Regions from separate parts of the Mus musculus genome. Here all the other regions are linked to region 3. The links are chromatin contacts, called in public HiChIP or PLAC-seq and promoter capture Hi-C maps. All regions are on one chromosome and are shown on one strand. Each heading gives the region's core, a stretch centred on a gene start, on an enhancer-like site or on the middle of the called end of the contact. The rest is flanking DNA. Distances are from core to core; before and after follow the strand shown.

Region 1 (2,949 bases), core at 239-2,738, 780 kb after region 3:
TGGCAGATGGAGGGTGGCTGGGCTGAGTGCCAGGTCCAGCAGGCTCCAGGGCACATCCTGTCCCTTCGTGACAGTGCCCCCCCACTCCCACGCCCGTGCCAGCCCACTGACTACCCTACCTGTGGCCTCATTGTAGTAGACATTGATCCTCTCCAGCTGGAGGTCACTGTCCCCATGATAGGTCCCAGTGGGGTCGATGCCGTGCTCATCACTGATGACCTCCCAGAACTGGGGGTGGGGGTGGGAAGCAAAGTGAGGGGGAGGGGGAGCAAAGTGAGAGGGGAGCAAAATGAGGGGGAGGGGGGAGCAAAGTGAATAGATTTTCCTTTTGTTGTTATAGTTTTTTTGTTTTTGTTTTTGTTGTTATAGTTTTAAAACCTTTTAAAAAACCATTTTCTGTGTGTGTGCATTCATATGCATGCTCCTGTTGTCAATCTTGGCCATGAGCCCTGGGGGAACCATGTTGCTTGTCCTATTGTTTGTTTGATGATGAAATGTGTAGAATAGCTTTTTTTTTTACTTATTGTCTTAAAATTTAATGTATGTATGTATATATATATGTATATATGTATGAATGTATGTATGTATGTGTTTGTATTATTTTTTTAGTCAGTGTCTCCCAAAGCCCAGGCTAGCCTGAAATTCACTAGATAGTTTAGGATGATATTGAACTCTTGATCCTCCTGCCTCAACCTAGCCTAGTGGCTGGGATGACAGGTGTATACCACAACACCTGGGCAAAGGTTCAACCTATTGAGTTATAGCCCCCACCCCTTATTTTTTTGACACAGGGTTTCACGTAGCCCAAGCTGGCCTCCAACTTACTGTGTATGGGAAGCTATTTTTGGGCTCCTGCCTCTATCCACCAAGTGCTAAGATGTCAGAGTGGGTCACAGTGTTAGTCGGGAAGGGCTGAGAGATGCTGTGTCTAGGACACTCTTAAAGCCACTTCTTCAGTTGCTGACTGTCTGTCTGTGAGGTAACTGGGAACTCAGAGCCACAGCAAAGCATGAGCCAGCAAGAAGGGAGAAGTTGGGGGTAGGGAGAGGCTTGGCCCCACCAGAGCCACTTGGTGCCAGTCCATCCCGGCAGCAGCCCTGGGAGGAGGGGCCGTGCCTCTTCGTTCCAGGCAACTGAGGGTGACAGTGGCCCAGCTGTGAGGCCAGCTGTGGCCAAGAGACATAAGGCCAGGCCCTGCCCCCATCAGCCTCTTTGTTCCCAGTCTGGCTCTGCCCTGGTTCCCCTCCTCCACCTAGGATGCAAAATTCCTGGGTGAGCCTTGGGAGAGCCAATAACCCCTCTCTGAGCCCCTGTGCATTCCCACCCTCTACTCAGTCCGACGCACCTTGGCCCCGATCTGGTTACCGCATTGACCGGCTTGCAGGTGCACGATTTCCCGCATGGTGGTGGCGCTGCTGGTGGCGTCTGATGGACGGGTGTCGACCGGCCGCTGTGGCTCTAGCTCTGGACGAGATGGCTGCGGAGCTCTGTCTCTGCGCCCCCGGGCGTCTCTATATTTGCGGAGCAGTACTCACGTCACCGCTGGGTCACCCGCGTGCTCCGCCTCCTGGGCCCGCCTAGGATGCTTGCAGTGAAGGATGGAGGGACTGGAGTAATGGAGGAGGATGGAGGGAGGGGCCTCGGAAAAGTAGGGATCTCCTCCGTCAAGCTCTTTCTCTGAGACCTCAGGGTCCCGGTGTATCCCCACTCTAGTTTCCCCTCAGGCTCCGTTGTCAGGCACCATTCTTTCTTTCCACTCTGATTTCATAGAGACTGGATGGAAAGGCACCTCGGAATCTTGTAAATAGCATCTAGGACAATGTCCTCCCTCTCAGCCCCAGCCCCTGCCTCAATTTCTCTGTCTGCTTCTCCCTTCTTCATTCCTTCGAGACCCCCTTCCTTAGAACCTTTGTATAGGTGGGGAAGAACGGTGACTCTGAGCTCCAGGCTCTCCACAGTGGAGTTTGGTTTGAAGGTGGCAGGTGCATGTGAGACACTGCTGAGTCCTGGAAGTCGCTTCTGGAACCCTTCTACAGATTTCCTTCTATGTTCTGAGGAGCGCTGGAAGGCTCTTGACCCCCCAGGAGGTCTCAGAAACTAGGGCTAAGACAAATAATTGGATCCCACCAACAGCAGAGAGCTTTCCCCACCTCAACATATCTTTGCTTTGTTATTGATATTTATTTCTTTAAGTACAAGTTTTCCCATGTAGCTATTGTTCCCCTATATCACTATATGGCCCAGGCTGGCCTTGAACTCATGGCTTTCCTGCCTCCAATCTCTGGAATGCTAGGATTACAAGAGATCTACAACATAGCTGTAAAAGTGACATAGTCTAAAAGTGACATCTGAAACATGCTTGTATGTTCATGAGTTTATCTGAGCATAGGTTCAAGTTAGAGTGTGTCCATGCGTTGTTGATCTTTACCATCCATAATGTTCTATTCATAGACTGTCTTCTTGTGCTGGATTCCATGGGTTTTTCTGCTCCCCACCCCAACTCCAGCATCCCCAGGGGTTATAGGTGCTACTTGCTGTGTTCCTTGCTTTGAGAGATTTCCCCTCGGGACTGCATAGTGTAGTCCAAGCTGACTTCTCACTCAATGCAGTCCAAGCTGACCTCCCACTCAATAAGTAAACAAGCTGGCCTTAAACTCCTGATCCTCTGCCTCTACCTCCTGAGTGTGCACCACCATGCCCTGGGGTTATATGGAGTTGGGCACAGGACTAAGGGACTCATGCATGCTTGGAAAGTGCTCTCCCCATTGAGCCCCAGCTCACAAACACCATGACAGCTTTCCCTCATTATAGATCCAATTGTGATGTTGCCAGCTGGCCAAAGACTGACTCTTTTCCCTCCCTCCCTCCTCTCTCTCTCTCTCTCTCTCTCTCTCTCTCCTTCCCTCCCCCTCTTCCTTACTCCCTTCTTCCTTTCTTAGCCAGATTGTT
Region 2 (2,927 bases), core at 12-2,511, 980 kb after region 3:
GTGGGTTAGAGCACCTGACTGCTCTTCCGAAGGTCCAGAGTTCAAATCCCAGCAACCACATGGTGGCTCACAACCATCCGTAACAAGATCTGACCCCCTCTTCTGAAGTGTCTGAAGACAGCTACAATGTACTTACATATAATAAATAAATAAATAAATAAATCTTTAAAAAAAAAAAAAAGAGGACCTACTCCCCCATGTTAACCTTTGACCTCCACACATGTACTGTGCCCCACATGTACCTTCACACATACACACATACATATGTATATATATACACACACACACATATATATATGTAATAAAAGTGAAATGGCTTTCAAAGTAGAATATATTTTCTAATGTTTATTATAGTTCTATTTGTTGGCAGTTTCCTACATGTTAACAACCTATCTTCGTCCTACCCACCCTCAACTCCCCTCTGACTCCGAATGAGAGTGGACTCTCTTTACCTTATCCCCACTTTCTTGCTCTTTTGTAACCCTTTGCATCCATTACTGCTGCCTGTGGGCATGTTGGCTCCCTCCTGGCTTTGTCTTGTGCTGCCACCATAACTGCACGGAGTTCATGAGCGTAGTGGCCATGGGTATGCCCTGGAGATAGCATTTCACATCCCCCGCCCCCGACTCTTACCGACTTTCTGTTCCTTCTCCCTTGAGCCTCGGGCTGGTGGTGGTATAGATGTCCCATCTATGGCTGAGCACTCAGTAATCAAAAAGTAACATGTAAGAAGTGATGGAGTGAATTAGTGTCTTCTGTCAGGTGGTGGGCACAAGTGCAAAGGCCCTGGGGCAGGATGGAGGTCAGGGAGTGAAGAACAGAGAGAGGAGAAGAGGCTGGCAGGGGTTGGGGCAGGGTGAACAGGGCCTTGTGGGGTGCAGGAAAGACATGAGTTTTGGCCCCAAAGCAAGGTTGAACCAGGAGGGTTATGGGTGGTGGAAGAATGGTTGAGACTTGACTCAGTGTTCAGTGGTCCCTTTTGGCTGCTGCAGGGGCAAAAGGCTGTGAGAGATCAGGGCCGTAGACTGGGGACCAGGAGGAGACAGGAGGTGACAGCCTAGGTGCCTACGGCTGGATGAGATAGTGGCACCTTAGTTCAGCAGGTGCCCAGGTCTGCTCAGTGTAGGTGGAGAAAGACGAGGTCACACCAGTGAGTGGAAGCTGTGAGGGCGTAACTGCAGATGCTGCTCCCCCTCCGCCCCACAGCTCCTCCCCACCCCCACCCCGGGGCGACAGTTACAGTCACAGAAGAGGAAGTGGTGTTGTAGTTGTCCCCACTGGGGCAGGCGGCGGCGGTGGTGAAGGAACGAGGGTGCACGGGGCCTCCCCGAGGGGCCAAGTGAGAGGCCGGCAGCCACCATGGAGCTCTGGCGACAGTGCACCCACTGGCTGATCCAGTGTCGGGTGCTGCCTCCCAGCCACCGTGTGACCTGGGAGGGGGCCCAGGTGTGTGAGCTGGCACAGGCACTGCGGGACGGTGTCCTCTTGTGCCAATTGCTTAACAACCTGCTTCCCCAGGCCATTAATCTTCGCGAGGTTAACTTGCGGCCCCAGATGTCCCAGGTGAGTCTGCTGGGTGATGCTAGGGCCCGACTGGATAAAGGCTGGTAGGCCCGGCTCTGGCTATGGAGAGGTGTCGAGCAGAACGGAGCTCTGGGTGGGTTTGTACACTCTTGGTTGGCTTGCAGCTGTCCCAGCAAATTTAGGGGGAAATCTCCCTATCCCGCCCCGCCCCCAGCTGACTCTGTTGAGATCCATTTAAAGGGGTCCTAAGAGGTATCTTGTTGCCTCGTAGTTAGCCAAGAGGGTGCATGAGGTTGGAGAACCAGATTCAAGAGAGAGAGGCCTTCAGTTTCTCCCCCACCGGTGGCTCCTCCTCTTCCACCTCTTCTGCCCCCCTCCTCCTCACATCTTCCTTCACCTCCATTTCCTGCCAGGGCTTTGTGCTGTGTGGCGTGGAGTGTTGGGGGCTGCAATGCGAGACCCTGTGGCATCCCAACTCTACCTATTTCGGGAAGGGCCCATTGAAGTGCAGGGCCCAGGCCTAGGGTCCTAACAAGGCCCTGGGTGTCCCTGAGTTTGACATCTGTGCACTCTCCGTGTTTCAAGTGGAGGCATGGTCAGACTATGCCCCGGTGAGCCTAGAAAATGTATTCAAATCCTTATTTGAATGTGGCTGGGGTGGTGGTGAAAGGTGACTGGTGGCTTTGTACTCTTTTCTCTGCTTCCCCAGGGATGCTGGGTTTCGGGGGGAGGGCTGATAGCCCTAGAAATGAAAGGTATAGGTTCAAGTCAAAGGGATCCACAGCCTTACCGTGGGGTGTGAGGGACATGAGTTGTATCTAAGGGAACATGGCCTTGCCATGGGGTCTGAAGGACACATCCTTGGTGTAGGGGGCATCTGTCTGTCTGTCTGTCCTCTTGCTCTCAGTCTGCCAGTCCTGTACAGCCTGTTTTTCCAAGTCCCAGGAGGCTGTCCCTAGAAATGATGAGCAACGGGGTCAGAGCCTAGTTTCTTCCCTTCATGCGAGGGGTCCCATGGAGTTGAAGACGGGAGTTACTTTAAGAATGGCCTGCTGCAGTCTCCAGGGTATTTCTGGGGTTGTCAGTGAGCCAGCAGTCTCTGAAGCTGTTGTGAGTCCTCTGAAGGAAGTAGGGAACAGAGCACCCACTGTCCCCCATGGACCGTCCCTCTGGCTGGCTAGGGGTCAGCAGAGATTTGCCTACATTTGCTTGAACTTCAGTAGCTTTCAGGGCTTGAGGAAGTAGCTATGGGACTCTTGGGCCCCAGCTCTGGCGGGACTCAGGGTGCCCAATGATGTGGCAATCACAGCTGTTGGGAAAACGGTTAGAGTCAAGGATGGCCTTCCACCCCCCTGTGTATTGTAACTAAGGTTGACTTTTCTGAAGGACAGGTGTTCATGGTG
Region 3 (2,711 bases), core at 62-2,561:
TCGACCCCTGATCCTCCTGGCTTTACTTTCCAAGTGCCTGAGTGCCAGGAGGGTGTCAGGAGGCTAATGACCATCTGGGAAATCTTTCCTTACCATTAGAAATCCCTGTTTTCCCAGCTCTTGGAGGTGAGAGGTGAGGGCCTGGAGACCTTTGGGGCTCACGGAAAGATACTTGAAACATCTTTGGAGGGACAACTTCTACCGAGCCCCACAAATGGTCTGGGGTTAGTGCAATACCTGTTAGCCCAGAACTAGCAAGATGGAGGCAAGAGGCTCTGGAGTTCTAAGTCATCTTCAGCTACAGAGCAAGTTGAAGGCTAGCCTGGGCTATGTGAGACTCTTTTAAAAAACAAACACAGTTAAACAAAAATTGGAAGTCTTTCTGCTAAGGACCTTTAAAACCAACGTCCTTCACTCGGCCTCTGATGCCTTACTTGTTCCAGTCCAGGTGCCTCCTCCTGCCTTCCCCTCTAAGCCTTCTTTATACCTCATGTGTCCTTGGCTTCCTCAGCCGGAAGTGCCTCTGTCCCAGCCCCCACGTGGCCACTGGTCACTTCTGACCTCATGACTTGTGGATGTACCTGGAATTGTCCTCTATGTTCATTATTTTCTTCTCCACTGTTTTCTAGGTCAGGATTTGCTTTCCCAGAGATGGCAAATGCTGGAGGGGAGGGTGTGCCTCACAAGCAGTTGGGCCCCCTAACTCTGGTTTCTCTATCCACTAGTTATTGCACAGATGCCCAGCGCGCGCCAAGTGTCCGCCAAGAATGGTTAGAACAGAGCAGGCCGCCGGGGTGGAGGGGGCAGGGAGGCCCTGCACGCCTGGACAGCTTGCTGACCGGCAGGGTGGGGGTGGGGAAACCAGGCAGGAAAAGAAGCCCTGCGGATGGGTAGCATGAGAGACCATCTGTAGTGTTCTGTTACTCAATGAGCTCAGACCTGACATGGGGTGCAGGGTATCTGGTGGGGAGGCACCCCTCAAGTTCCCCTAGGGGATATGAATATAGATTCAGGGTTGCTTAGATTAAGAGGTCAAAGTTTGTCCAGCTCAGAAGGAATAGACATGTAGTGTGGTCAGAAGTCTCGGGGTGGTGGTGGTGTCCCTTTCTCCTCTCCCAGGAATGCTATGAGGTTTACATGGTGGGGGAACTGGGCCTTCTTGGTAAAGTGAGCATAGCCGGCAGGGAAAGTCCATGGCCCGTTGGGCGGAGCCGGGGGTGGGGTAGATCCTTAGTCATGCGGACGCCCCACTTGCTTTCTCGCTTCCCGCCACAGCGCCAGCCAATCAGGAATCAAGAGCCCTCCCCACCCAATTGGGGTGGAAGTCTCCCGCAGCAGCCTGTGCACACTAATAAAAACGCCCTGAGTTTTCGCGGGAAAAAAAGTCCTAGCAGCTGGAAGGAACCCGCGCTCTAGTGCTCACTTGGGTCTTCAGCCACTCACGCGGCTCCCTTCTGGGTCACCCAGCCGCAGAGCCCTAGCCTAGAACCAGGCGTTCCAAGGGAGAGGAGAGTGCGGATCGCCGCCGTGAGAGAGGTGAGTGGAAGAGCGCGTTCTATGCACACAGTGGCACGCGGGGCACCACGCAAAACTGAAAGGAACCCTTCTCACACAAGGCTGCGGGGGCTTGCTTCAGGGGATCCGATGGGTGTCTTCTACGCTTAGCCCTCTTACTGGTCAGGCGCACTACGTTGACGGCCCGGGTCGTGGGGGGGAGCTTTGCAAAACTTTCCCGCGCGTGGGGTGAGATCTGCAGAGGGCCATTGCCCACGCGTGGGTTCCACACCTCTTGTAAGAGGAATCCGAGTTGTGTCCTCCACGCTGAGCCTCCCTCTCCGGCCCTGTGCACACGGTTAGACCCGAAAACTTGGCATAAGTTTCCCGCGCGTGGCTCGGGGCATTGCACAGCCACTGCGCATGCGTGCTTCTGCATCCGTTGAGGGGCAACTTGAGAGGAATCCTCCACGCTGCACCTGGTTTTTCACTCTCCTGGGTGCCGCTAAAGTTCGCGGGAAACGCGTGGGGTCCGGCGGGGAAGTGCACGCGGCTCCACGCCTAAGAGCGGACACTCCCCGAGATTCAATTGTCGCGCCCGAGTCGGGTTTCGCGCGCCCAGGCGTCTCCGAGGTCATCTAGGCCAATCGCATGCGAGGAGGGCGGGGCACGTAGCCCGGGAGGAGCCAATCAGCAGCGAGCTCTCCGGGAAGGGCGGAACTTAAACGGCGGGGCTCCAGGGGTCTGGCCTGGGCGGCGGCGGCGGATGTGGGCGTGGGCTCTGTGCCTCCCGGGTCTTTAAAGCGCCTTTCCGGGAGGCCAGGGTCTGTGTCCCGAGGGGAAGTTAGGGCAGCCAGCTGTGGGTGGGGTTCAGGTGAGTTTGTGGCCACAAGCGCGCGCTAACGGGTGGCCCGGCCCGGACTGCCGGTTGCCATGGCCACGGCGGGGGGGTGTCTTGCTCTAAGTACGCGCGCGGGAGGCACGGGTCTGGAACTTTGGGGGAGTCCTGAGTGGTGTGTGTGTGTGTGTGTGTGTGTGTGCGTGCGCGGGGGCCCCTGCCTTCTGTGACCGAGTTCTCCCTCCTGGGACTTGAGAGGTTCCAGTCCGCTTCGGAGTTGGCGAGTTCCAGTTACTGGGACTTAAGACTACGTGGAATGAATGAATGAATGAATGAATGAATGAATGAATGAGTAGCTGCTGGCACTTTTCAGCCCGAC

What was found. HiChIP or PLAC-seq counts read pairs in DNA pulled down with a chosen protein or histone mark. Capture Hi-C pulls out chosen DNA fragments and counts their contacts.
Region 1: a contact with region 3 is called in a FOXA1 HiChIP or PLAC-seq map of pancreatic cancer cells. The contact joins the promoter of Tubb4a here to the promoter of Uhrf1 in region 3. A contact is called at or near these places in 1 of 39 promoter capture datasets (cranial neural crest), 1 of 115 datasets of contacts at active chromatin or transcription factors (pancreatic cancer cells) and 1 of 9 other capture datasets (adipose tissue).
Region 2: a promoter capture Hi-C map of liver shows a contact between it and region 3, with 2.2 times the contacts expected there. The contact joins the promoter of Vav1 here to the promoter of Uhrf1 in region 3. A contact is called at or near these places in 1 of 39 promoter capture datasets (pre-B cells), 1 of 115 datasets of contacts at active chromatin or transcription factors (bone marrow-derived macrophages) and 1 of 9 other capture datasets (liver).

The regions. Positions count from the first base shown.
Region 1 is chr17:57,086,112-57,089,060 of GRCm38.p6, forward strand. Tubb4a (tubulin, beta 4A class IVA) reads right to left here and starts at 1,489. Exons shown (of 4, transcript NM_009451.4): 1 at 1,346-1,489; 2 at 120-228. The coding sequence starts at 1,402.
Region 2 is chr17:57,277,839-57,280,765 of GRCm38.p6, forward strand. Vav1 (vav 1 oncogene) reads left to right here and starts at 1,262. Exons shown (of 27, transcript NM_011691.4): 1 at 1,262-1,563. The coding sequence starts at 1,360.
Region 3 is chr17:56,302,026-56,304,736 of GRCm38.p6, forward strand. It overlaps Uhrf1 (ubiquitin-like, containing PHD and RING finger domains, 1), which reads left to right and starts at 1,312. Exons shown (of 17, transcript NM_010931.3): 1 at 1,312-1,536.